Regions from separate parts of the Zea mays genome. Here region 2 is linked to region 1. The links are chromatin contacts, called in public Hi-C maps. All regions are on one chromosome and are shown on one strand. Each heading gives the region's core, a stretch centred on a gene start, on an enhancer-like site or on the middle of the called end of the contact. The rest is flanking DNA. Distances are from core to core; before and after follow the strand shown. Region 1 holds the start of LOC100275350. Region 2 holds the start of LOC100279610 (putative RING zinc finger domain superfamily protein).

Region 1 (5,741 bases), core at 1,286-3,785:
GTTGGTCTCTAGATGCAAAGTCACTAGTGTGCACCTTAACTGCACTACTGTAAAATTCATTTTTGTAAGTGCTAGTTTCCTACTAATTAGCTATCTAGTAACCCCATGGAAATTGGATAGCCAAAGATAACTGGCATGTCCAAAACTGATCGTGGAACTAAGATAGGTTGAATGCACATATAATTCCACGATCTATGGCTCTATACTCAAGGCAATCCTATTTGACTTTAATGCATTCTGGGGACATGCCAAATGTAGTCAGGAATAGTTGTTTGGTGATGTCATTTTAGCGCATCTGTTTAGTTAGGTCTTGCCAGTCTTGCAATTTGTTATATATCTTTTTGCCGTCATGATGTTTTTTTGGTCCTTTTCTTCACTTTTGACATATTTCTGCTTTGAAAGATCATTTTTATGAATTATACCATCAAAGCTACATGCTTATGCCTTATGTTTTTGGTTACTCCTTTCAGAGGTTAGCAACCAGATGTTGGAACTGTATGAGCAAAACCGTGTTCAACCACCACCATCACAAGGCAATGATACTGAAGGCAGTTCTGCAAGTGTTGCGAATCAACGTGTTCCTGGTAAAGTTCCAGGAGTAGCTGATGAACCTCCTGCCCATGACCATAACCAAGCACCCAGACCATCGAGCCAGCAGAACATGTTAGACCACCGTGGTTATGACCACCCTCACCCAGATAAGCAAAACTATAGGATACCTCCAAATGATGCAAGGGATGGCACTGCTAATAGCAACGAAGGTCCCAATGTGTCGTCTTCAATGATGGATGCGATGAAGAAGGTAAACAAGGATAAGGTGAAAGCGGCACTGGAGAAGCGTAGGAAATCGAAAGGTGATTTTTCAAGAAAGGTCGATGTGATGGATGACGATGACCTCATTGAGAGGGAGCTGGAACATGGCGTGGAGTTGGCTGCCGAGGATGAGAAGGTCAAGCAGGAGAGAAAGCAGAGCTGGCCTCATCTTGCACACCACCAGAGCACCAACCGTGAGAATACCGAAGAGGGTGAGCTGTCCATGGACAGTCAAGAATACCGTTCTCCGGAGCATGACAATCGGAAGAGAAAGGATGTGCGTGAGTACCGGAACTACGATCGTGACGAAAGGGACCTTAAAAGGCTAAGATCATGAGAGTTGCACTTTTGTCGGAGTCTCATGTTGTTCGTGCCATAACATGATGTGGAACCTCTATCTTTCTGTCACAGGTGTACTTGATGCTTATTTGGTATGCTGGGGGATTTGAACTGTTACATATATAAGTTTATAAGATGGTTTCCCCACGGTCATGTATGTGTTTAGCCATGTTGGCAATTGAGATGGCGCTGTGCCTTGAGTATTCCACAGGTTTATGCTGGAAACAACATTTAAGGAAGCTGCGTCCTACGGGTATCTGAAATGTATGTATTTTGATTCCAAGGTTTCCTCAACTCTAATGGTAGCCTGCGTTTTTTTATCCGTCTATCTGGGAACACGGGTACTGGGGATGAGGTCGTGCACATAATGTTGTTGATTTTGATACCATGTAATGTGCATGTTCTCTCCTTCCTAAGTTATGGTTTTTGTTTTTGGGTTTTAGATATATAGTTTTATTACAGCACTTCCAAGAGTTTCTAAAATCCACTCCTAATCTTGATTTTTGTAGCAAGACTGCAAAAAGCTGTTATTTAATAATCTCCTATCTCATCTCCTCGTCTTGTCGACTTTTCTCTGTAGTCGTTCATCTGAACCCTTCATTTGAATCCAACCGTGATTAGGGGTGGCTAACGAGCTGGCTTGGCTCGTCCGAGTTCGAGCTGGCTCGTTAAGTTAACGAGCCAGCTCGGCTTGACTTGTTAAGGTAATGAGCCACAGAGTTAGCTCGGCTCAGCTCGTTTAGCTCGCGAGCCAGAGCAGGAAAAAAAATAAAATGTACATAATAATTATTTTTTAGTTAATTTTAAACTAATTTAACAATAAAAATAGTAATTATACTCATATTTTCACAAACCACGTCAATATAACACCAAATTAGCACAATTCATCACTTATTAATTCACAATTCACATACAAGTCCATCAGTTTAACTCATAATTATATTTGCATAGACCAAATTAACATATAGATATAGTTTATTAATCATTAGTTTAATTCATATGTCATAGAAACCTCACATATATATAACATGTTCATCAATTATTCTGTAAATGATATGCATATAGTTTCGTTTTACTGGAATATGGTAGCTCGTTTAGCTCGCGAGCTGGCTCGTTAACGAACCGAGCTAGGATATCAACTCAGCTCGTAAAAAATTTCAAACGACCGATCCGATCCGAGCCGAGCTGTCCATGAACCGAGCGAGCTAGCGAGCCACAAGCATTTCGTCCAGCCCTAACCGTGATCCTACAAATGACCATTGACCACAGCCACTTCAGGCCGATCAAGTACAGCAGCCCAGCCCATTTGGCCCATCTCAACCGAAGGAGGCAAAGACGCAACGCGAGGTCTCATGGGCGACCGGGCCATTCGTCGTCTCCGTTGTCTTTGTTGCAGATCGGTGCTCCTCTCACCACCAGGCCGCCACAGCTCGCCGGCTTTCCCCTCCCTGCCATCGAGCACCACCTGGTACGCTCTCCGCTTGATCTCCCCTTCCTGCTGCGGAGCCGTGCGAGCAAACCTTAACGTAGTCCGTAGGTACGCCCTCCCCTTGTTCTTCCCTTCCTCCTGTGCGAAACCGTGCGTCCAAACCCTAACATACTATTCGTACTCGGACCTAAATCTAATGACAAGTGTATATGCATGCATTACGCCTACAGCCAACTAACTTCGATTGCTCTGCAAAAATTATGGAGTGTAGTGTACATGTGTATACCCATGTCCTTCACTGAGTCCACCCCTGCTTGACAGAGCAAACAGAGCAAGGAAATAGTTTAAGAATGGCTGCGCGGAGCAGTTCTATGGTTGCCGAGGATGACTACGAGGTACATTCCGGTTCTTTGCTCTCTTCCTGGCTGTTGCTCTGTTTCCCCACGTACCCTTGGGATTAAATTGTACTAGTGTAGACACGTGCAGAGTTGCGGCCTTGTTGAGCAACTGGAAATTGCTAGATGGTAGATGAACAAGTGGCATGTTTAACTACTATAGGGCAAGATATTTAGGTAGTAAAGTAGAATCGGAGTATCTTTTGTTGTTGGATGAGTTCACCTTTAGTCTTTACTTGTACTTGTGTAGATTTATTGATTGATGACTTCATGTGTACAAATTCCAGGGATACAATTGGTATGAGAAAGTTTAGTAGCTTTGTACTGTTTTGGGTGTGATTAGATTGAATGGAAACAAAAAATCAATTGTCAACACATTGTTGGGTGATAGTGCAACCTTTAATGCTTAGGGTATTAGAGCTGGACATATATAATTGTATTTCATAAAAAATAAGAAAATATATAGGAGTATAAATATATATCCTCTCCGTTTCAAATTGTAAGTTGTTTTATCTTTTTAGGTACATAGCTTTTACTATGTATCTAGACCTAATGTATATCTAGGTATATAGCAGAAGCTATGTATCTCAAAAAGCCAGAACATACTTACAATTTGGAATGGAGGAAATATTTGTTTTCAGTTACATTGGTTTCCGACTAGATCATGATGTTGAATCATGTTGCAGCAGAATAATGGGGTTTTGCAGAGGATGCAAATATCATCCACAGTAACATAGCATTTTTGTCACATCCATATAGTAGGTCTAAATTTACTCTTAATTGTAATTGTATGTGCTCTTATAGTGAGTGATGTGATGCAGACGGATCAGAAGAAGCAAGCTGCTGCAGATGTTCTTTTTCACTATTCACAATTTGTTATGGTTTGCATTGGTGAGGATGTTCGCCCTACTGATCTCAGGTTACATCTTATGAAGGTATATTTATCTTTATTATAATCAAAGTTGCCTCTATCTTGTGAATTAATCATATGTTTTTCTTTTGCGAAGAATTGTTTTTCTTTTTGAACACTAAGGAGAATTGTGTATCATTGAATTAAGAAGAAAAAAGGGACCCTTACAAAACATCACACCCAAAAGGAAACTACAAATCTCCTTAGCACCAGTAAAAGAAAAGGATATGACCGCAACCTAAAAAAACACTCACCTTACTGAGGGTCTATTTAGTTCAGCTGTAGATTCTTGGAAATTTGATTTTAGTTCACCTTACTGTCAATTGTAGATTTTGTAAGGACACAATAGCTTGGTAACATGGATAACATGAATCTGAAAAATCTAGGATAGAAGGTGATTCTGAATTGAACTAGAGAAATATGTAGATTTTCAGGAATCAATTCTGTTATAGTACCCGTTTGGCTGTGATCCATAAGGCTCATATAATGACAGCATACATCATTTGCTTTCTCTTTTCCGTAGGAAGTTTCAGGAATGTCCACTTCTCTGAAGGAGCCTCAACAGGCTGCTGCCTCACCGGCTTCCAGTGGGGAACCGTCTTCCTCTGGAACGATGAAAGGTGACAAGAATGAAATCTCCTAAGCTTCATAAATTATTATCCAACTCAGGACTTCTTCTGTTCCTTACGCACTGAGAAGATTGTAATGTTCAGAACTTCGGATGATGAGGCTTACTTGCAATATAGGAATGTAAATATGTTAGGAACATTGTTCATAGCTGTCTGCTGTTCTGCTGCTTTAGCTTCTTTCGTGACAGCCTGCTTCATGTATGAAACTTTGAATCCATTTTTATTCAGGGGGCAGTAACGTAAATGCTGCTGTATTTTTTTTTAAATGGCAGGTGAATATTGTATTCTGAATAAGTCATGTTTACTAGAATCGTTGCTGTGGCTTTGATTGGATCGGCTAGGACTACCTGTTGTCTGCAGCTAAAAATTAGATGGATGTTTGGATCTTTGGCTATACCTAACAACTGACCATGGTACCCTTGTCTTTATCCTCGACAGGAGTACAGGACTATAGATGACAACAGGTACACGAAACATTGCGGTTTTGACTACTCTCCCCTCTACTTTTGATATAGGCAGTTTGTCATGGAAGTGCATGTTGGGAAGCTGTTTTCCGTTGAAAACACCAACACCCATCAAACAAGAAAGTCTTTCTAGTTTTTTTATCGTCGGAAAGTCTTTCAAGTTTATCGGCTTGCCGGGACTTTGATGGTGAAAGAGTTGTTTGTAACCTGCCTGCGTGACAACCCATGATCCATTCGATCTTGGGCTGGCTTGTCTTAGATGTTCGCCTATCGAATGGGGCCTGGGATTGTAGCGAGGGATTGTCAACAATTCATTGGATCTTTGGAGCAGCTTAAAAAAGACGTATAACCTACAGGGTAAGCATGGAGAAATGTCCATCTAGTGAGATACTGAATAATTACTCAAAGAGGAGAATTTTATACCAGAGAAATGAAAAGGATCTAGATAGCAACATACGTCTTTGTTATGATGAATCTAGAATAGATGGTTCACATCATCAAATGTTACTTAGTATCATATGCTAAGTCTATAATCAGGACGTCGAAAGAAACCACACTAGAGACAGCCACTTCAGTAAACAACAATTCTACTAAAGTTGCTATCCACTAATCTTTCTATGGATAATGAGCATAAAAGGCTCTCACGATACTCATTGTCCTGTGAGGCAGGAACTCCTCACCAAAGCGCCGGTCCTTTACACCCCTCCCGGCTCTCCACTCCACTTAGCTAGCTATAGCCACGACGAGGGAGGTGAGACCGGA
Region 2 (5,741 bases), core at 1,786-4,285, 330 kb after region 1:
GCCACGTCGCCGTGGGGTTTCGAAGACAGCGATGGGAACCGGCGCTTCTTTGCGGGCATTCTGGCTTTCTGCCCCTAGGTTGTTGGCTCTCGGTTTGCGGCGATGGGCTCGATGCGATGTCCCGCCGCCCCTGGCGAGACTGCGGTGCTTGGGACGGAGGTAGGGGAAGCGGTGTGGGTCGACGGGGCGGGGAGGATGAGCTGCCGAGATGGTCAGGTGGATGCGGGAGCCTGGAACTGCAAGGGAGGCGCCGAGGCGGAGAGGAAGAGGAAAATAAATAAACCAAGCCACCAAGGGCAGGGTTCGCGAAAGAAGAGGTGGTCGTTTTGTGGTAGGTTTACAGGCTTTGTTGGGGTCGTCTATCTCACTTGCTGGCTTGCTGCCGGTGGGGGCCGGCGCCTGCTGCTTCTCTGACTGGAAGCAGCAAGCGACGCACAACGCATGCAGGCGGGCCGCGGCCGGCTCCCCTACCGACGCTCCGCGTTCCCGGGGCTGCTGGGACTGGGACTGTCAGCTGTTACTCCGATTCTGCAAGTGACTACTCCCAGGCGAGGGCTGTATTTGCATACCGCTCGATCCACGTGAGAACGGAGAACGCACAGCACAGGTGTTTTGGTTTCAGATTAAGGCTGAGATTCCTGAACACGCACCAGGCAAAATCGCAGCTGCCTCACCGGCTTTGCGCGTCTTGTTCGGCACACAGGCGCCAATGTTCTCGGCTCCCCTCTGTGGCTCTGCTCTGCCGGCGGCCGGCGATGCGCGGTGCCTGCCTGTCTGGATGCTCCCCCAATGTTCATTTGCTTTGCTCAGGCTGCCGGTTCTCAACCAACCTTTCCAGTCTCTGGCGCCCGGCGGACTGGCGAAGATCAGTCTAGAGAGTGGACTCGCTTGTGGTTTATCTCTGTTCGTCAGTTTGTAGAACACGTTGAAGGCGAACCATCCCAGACCAAAACAGTGTAGACTCTAACGTCTGCATAGCTTACGGCAGGGGAGTCAAGAAAGGACAATTTTGATACTGCATGACAACAAACCAAACGACTTGCAACGGTGGCCAGTGGAACTGACAACTGAGCAAGCTACCGACATAATATACTAGCAAGGTAAGAAGACTGGAAAAGGAAGGTCCACTAAAAACAAATAAACCAAGGGTGTTCCTACGATGTGGATGTAGTCATGTAGCAGAAGTCAATTGCACTAGAGCCATGAAAATATTATTCTCCTTTGTTCCTGAAGACGCTAAGCATGCAAAGGAATGTTTTAGAATATGCAGCACTAACTAAGATATGTTCAGTTATCCACACAACTCTACTCCTGACAACATTGGTTATGTTGGCGTGCAGAGGTTACAAGCCCTCAATTCACCTGTTCAGTTTTGTTATCAAAAGGGTTGATCAGAGTTATAAAAAAAACTCTTCAGTTCATTAGGCTACAGATTAATTGTCAGGCACTCAGGCTGGTTGGTAAATGATAAGTGATGACGATATGCTAACTTTATTAGTTTTTCTCTAGTTTTTTGTTGTGGTTGGTACAGCGTTGCAAGTTTATATCTCACTGTGAACGTGTACTCCCTCGTGCTCCTATTTACTTAAGGATGCTGGAGGGAAGTGTTAGCCTTAGCCATATACCCCAGCCGGTCTTGCAGAGGACGGGCGCGCGATAGCATGGATGTCTGGTCGCGTAGATCGTGCGCTCGTCTGTTGAAAGATTGACTGGGATATATGGGCATATGGCTAACAGGAAGGATATGAAGGAGTAGCTAGTCTTCGGGATGAAAGGAAATGGTTGATGCTCTGAGCAAGAATCCAAACTCTAGAAGCTTCTGTTAGCAGAGGGCATAAACTAGAAGCCAATTTGATAGATATTAATGGCGCAGGAAAATAACACGCTCTTGCATTGCATCTCGCACTGTCAACTGAGAACCTGAAGAGGCCAGCGTGAGCTCGAGGGACTAGCATGAGATGTGACGGCCTTGGCGGCTACGCGCGAAAGCATTGCAGTACTGATAAGGATCGTGATGCTCCTGTTATACTCGCGGCCACAGGCCACAGCTGCGCCATCCAACGAGAACAGTCACCATGGTGGAAACATGCACACCGTCGAATGCCCAACTCCACGCAAGTTCAATGGTTCTAGCAGGGATCCACAACTCTTGCTGCCAGTGCCAGTGCTAGCTGGTGATCGGCTCGTGGACGCCATGACCAGAGGCTAATACTGAGAACAATCCAAATGAAGCAATCGTCGCGCACATTGTTCTACTAGTCTCCCCGGTTCACCGGATCCGCAGGCCTTGCTGGATGCCAGCGTGCAGCAATTACGAGCTGGAGCTAGCGGACATTAGCAAACTAGAATACTAGATACGAGGTAGTGACAGGGTCGTCGGATCGCCTTGACGGCCACGCGAAACAATCCGGGAGAGGTCGGAGAGGGTGAGAGATGACAGGGAGCGGCGCTTACTCATCCATGGTGCCGGCGCGCATAGGATGATAGGAACGACTCGATGTAGGTGTCGGTTCAGTCTCGTCTGCCGCGGCCACCCACCTGCTCGTCGTCGCGATCTGCGAAACTGCCCAAACAAAACGGAACATATCAGACATATCCACAAGTCCACAACCCAGGACAGCGTTATCGAAGACGACGTGTGGTGTTGGTGTGGGTCGAGAGACAGAGGCGCTGCAGCGCCGTTCATCTCACCACCGTCGCGAGGCTCCCGATGAGACGATCTCTCCTGACGCACGGACTTCCCATCCATCTCACGTGAGGCTCCGTCCCTGCTTCCGAGTTCCGACACCCGCTGGCGGGTGGCGGCGGCGTGACGCACTGCAACGCGGCCGTCGGAGTCGTCCGGGGTGGGCGACGAGATCAGGAGCTTCTGGGCGGGCATTTCGCGTCCAGGAGGACGCCCACCGACTCCTCCCGGCGGCTGCAGCGGCGTTCCTCCCCCGGGGCGCTGGGGAAGGAGGGGACGTTGGTTTCGTGGAGAGAGACGAGAGCGTGAGGAAAGGGTGGGTGTACAACTGCGTGGGCGCAGGGTAGAGGGAGACGGAGAATTGGAGACAGAACGAAGACGCGTTCGCGTTGGAGATGTGTAAAAAAACTAAAAGTTGGATTAGACTGTTATCGGCCCGGCCCACTTTATTCTGGCCTGTCGCGGGCTCGCCGCTTGCAGATTAGGCAAAAATCAAAATGATTTCCCGTTTGGCGGGCACCCCCGTCATTCCCGGGCATTTCGAATTTGAATTTTGATGAGAACGCCGAGCCCCGCCAGTGTCGTCAGTCATCACCAATTCACCAAGACTCACCAGCCCGCTCGTCGGCTCTCAGATCTACTATACCCGTCTAGACTCTGCTCCGCCATGGATGACAGCGCCGGCGAAGCCGATGGCCGAAGTCAGGTGAGCCGAAATCGTGGAGCCCTCCTTTCTTCTGCTCCCCAACCCTTATCGCGGTCAAGTACGGCACTCGCCGGGGGAATCGCTCCTCCAGGCCGCTCGCTCACCCGCGATTTCTGTTGTTGCAGGTTTACGTGTGCAGTTCGTACCCCCTTTCGTTCCCTTCCCGTGCGTTCCCTTCCATCCCTCGCGAACCTTAGCGTTTTCTTGGCGCGTCGATTTTGGATCTCTGACTGTGCTGACGCTTTGTTGGGCGTTTTGTTTCTTCGTCAGAGCCGCCGGACATCAAGAATTGGTTCTCGAGCTATGTTTATGACTCTCCTGAGGTTACGGAGCATGTTGCTGATCACGACGGCGGCGACGGCAGCGAGACCCAAGACCCATTCGAGGTAATTATTATTTTTCGCTGCCAATCTCATCCTCCTACCTATTAGGCTATTAGCCCAGCTAGCTGTATACTTTGGTTTCGTTACCGTGTACCCAGCATTCGTCATTAAAACGTTCTCTCCAGGATGGTGGAGTTGCTTTGACAGAAAGTGGTTTTGGAGGCCAATCTGAGCCTGAGAATTTTCCTAGAAAATATTTGGTCCCGGTCGATGGGAATGCGACGAAGCCCGCCCCCAAAAGGAAGCAAAGCCTGCGGGCGTTGTTTGGAGCGAGTTTTCTTAGTGAGGTTGAGGAAGTTAATGCAACTGAAAGTCATGGTCTGTTCCCTGTGCAGCTAAATGCACTGAAGCACGTGCCAGATTGTAGAAGCCTTCCTCTTAATGAAATATGTGAGACGCATTCAGAAAAAATAGATTGCACAACAAGCTTGCCTGATGCTACTAGACATAGCCAAGAAGCCACAATTGAGCACAAGGCGCTGGTCAATTTTGATCGTATTAGTTCAGCTGACACTCGAGAAAGCACCCCTGCAGATGAGGAGGTTGAGAGTAAAACGTCTGCTAACTGTGATGATGCACTTTTGGCTGATACTGGAGAAGGCTTTGCAGAAGACATCAACGGCCATATTGAATTGCCTGGCAGTTTTAACAATATCACTCGAGCTGGGACTGGGGAAAAGATCCAAGATGGTGTTGACCACAGCACACATATTGTTAGTCGCAACAGACCCAGTTTAGCTGAGACTGAAGATAATTGTGCATTACGCGAAACTGACAGTGAAGAGAATTCTCCCCTAGGGGAAGCTGACCGCTGCAAGCTTTCATCAGACAGTAAAAGGCGACAAGAAATAGTTGCATCAGATGGTTTTATCGCTGTAAAGAGGAAAAGGAAGCAACCAGAGGAACACATAACAAATAAAAATCTGAGGCACCTAACTGGGGGAGAGAAGCAAAAGAGGAACTTAAAAGAGAATGTCAGCATTCCAGACCAGAAGGTTTTGGTCCAAGAGCAAACCAGACGTCCCTTGGCGGATAGGACTAATTTTTCAGAAGTAAACGCATCTCCAGCACCAGAGCCGAGCAGCAAATGGAAGTGTCCTCGCAAAGGCAAGCCCTATGTTGGTCGTCCAATGAAGCAGCTCCGGTTGGGGCAGTGGGTGCGCCGTATGAATTGACACCTCAACGTCTGCATCCTGTTCAGAAGAGTATGCATCATCAAGTTGACAGTTTGGACCAGTTTCAGCTCTTCCAGTCTGTAGGAGCGCATGTCGCTCAAGTAGGACTAGATCATTATAATATCTTTATGGTTGTAGCTATCTTCTTGTGCTACTGCTATCCCAGTACAATTTTTTCATAGCACCAGGGTACGTATCAGCAGAAGACCGAACTGAGACAAATTAAATGATGGGTACCAAATTCTGTAAATCTTGTTTTCAGATGAGATTCTATGTTTTTTTGTTGATGTTTTGCGAATCTCTGTTGATATTAGAATACATGGGTGAACTTAGAACTTGTAGAAGTTAGCTATATCATGCAATCTATCAATTGTTTATCTATATATATTATATGGAGTGGTGTATGTTTGTATCTATGTTTATGTCTAGAATAATGTTGTTTTTGAAATGGAGCAAGAAATCTGGAATGAATAGATCAAATAGGGAATATGTCATACCTCAATAATAAAGACGACTGTGATTTACCATCCGTCTTTAAAAAACCGATTTGTAGAGATAGCTCTGAATTCAGAACCATCTTTGAAAATACAGTTACTAAAGATGGATAGGCAACTACCTCTGTAAATCGCTGATGCATAGAGGTGCCTATAGAGGCATCCCAGTCTCCCAGTGGCGGACCCAGCTGCTATGTTTAGGGTGTGCCAAGAAAAAAATAAAAAAACAAACAAAAAACAAGGATCAACAAGACTCAAACCTTGACCACCAAGTTCAAAATATAGCACTTACACCAC

The links. A called contact is a pair of places that touch in the nucleus more often than the background predicts.
Region 2: a Hi-C map of tassel shows a contact between it and region 1, with 3 times the contacts expected there. The contact joins the promoter of LOC100279610 here to the promoter of LOC100275350 in region 1. A contact is called at or near these places in 4 of 25 Hi-C or Micro-C datasets (ear, leaf, root tip and 1 more).

Annotation. Positions count from the first base shown.
Region 1 is chr10:137,773,212-137,778,952 of Zm-B73-REFERENCE-NAM-5.0, forward strand. LOC100275350 reads left to right here and starts at 2,536. Exons shown (of 5, transcript NM_001151968.2): 1 at 2,536-2,620; 2 at 2,903-2,976; 3 at 3,798-3,911; 4 at 4,410-4,506; 5 at 4,954-5,364. The coding sequence starts at 2,932. The coding sequence ends at 4,973. LOC100384646 reads left to right here. Exons shown (of 7, transcript NM_001177136.1): 7 at 471-1,298. The coding sequence ends at 1,150.
Region 2 is chr10:138,107,445-138,113,185 of Zm-B73-REFERENCE-NAM-5.0, forward strand. LOC100279610 (putative RING zinc finger domain superfamily protein) reads right to left here and starts at 3,036. Exons shown (of 10, transcript NM_001357900.1): 1 at 2,692-3,036; 2 at 2,455-2,563. The coding sequence starts at 2,881. It overlaps LOC100304215, which reads left to right and starts at 3,317. Exons shown (of 4, transcript NM_001165665.1): 1 at 3,317-3,392; 2 at 3,518-3,557; 3 at 3,663-3,778; 4 at 3,901-5,287. The coding sequence starts at 3,354. The coding sequence ends at 4,950.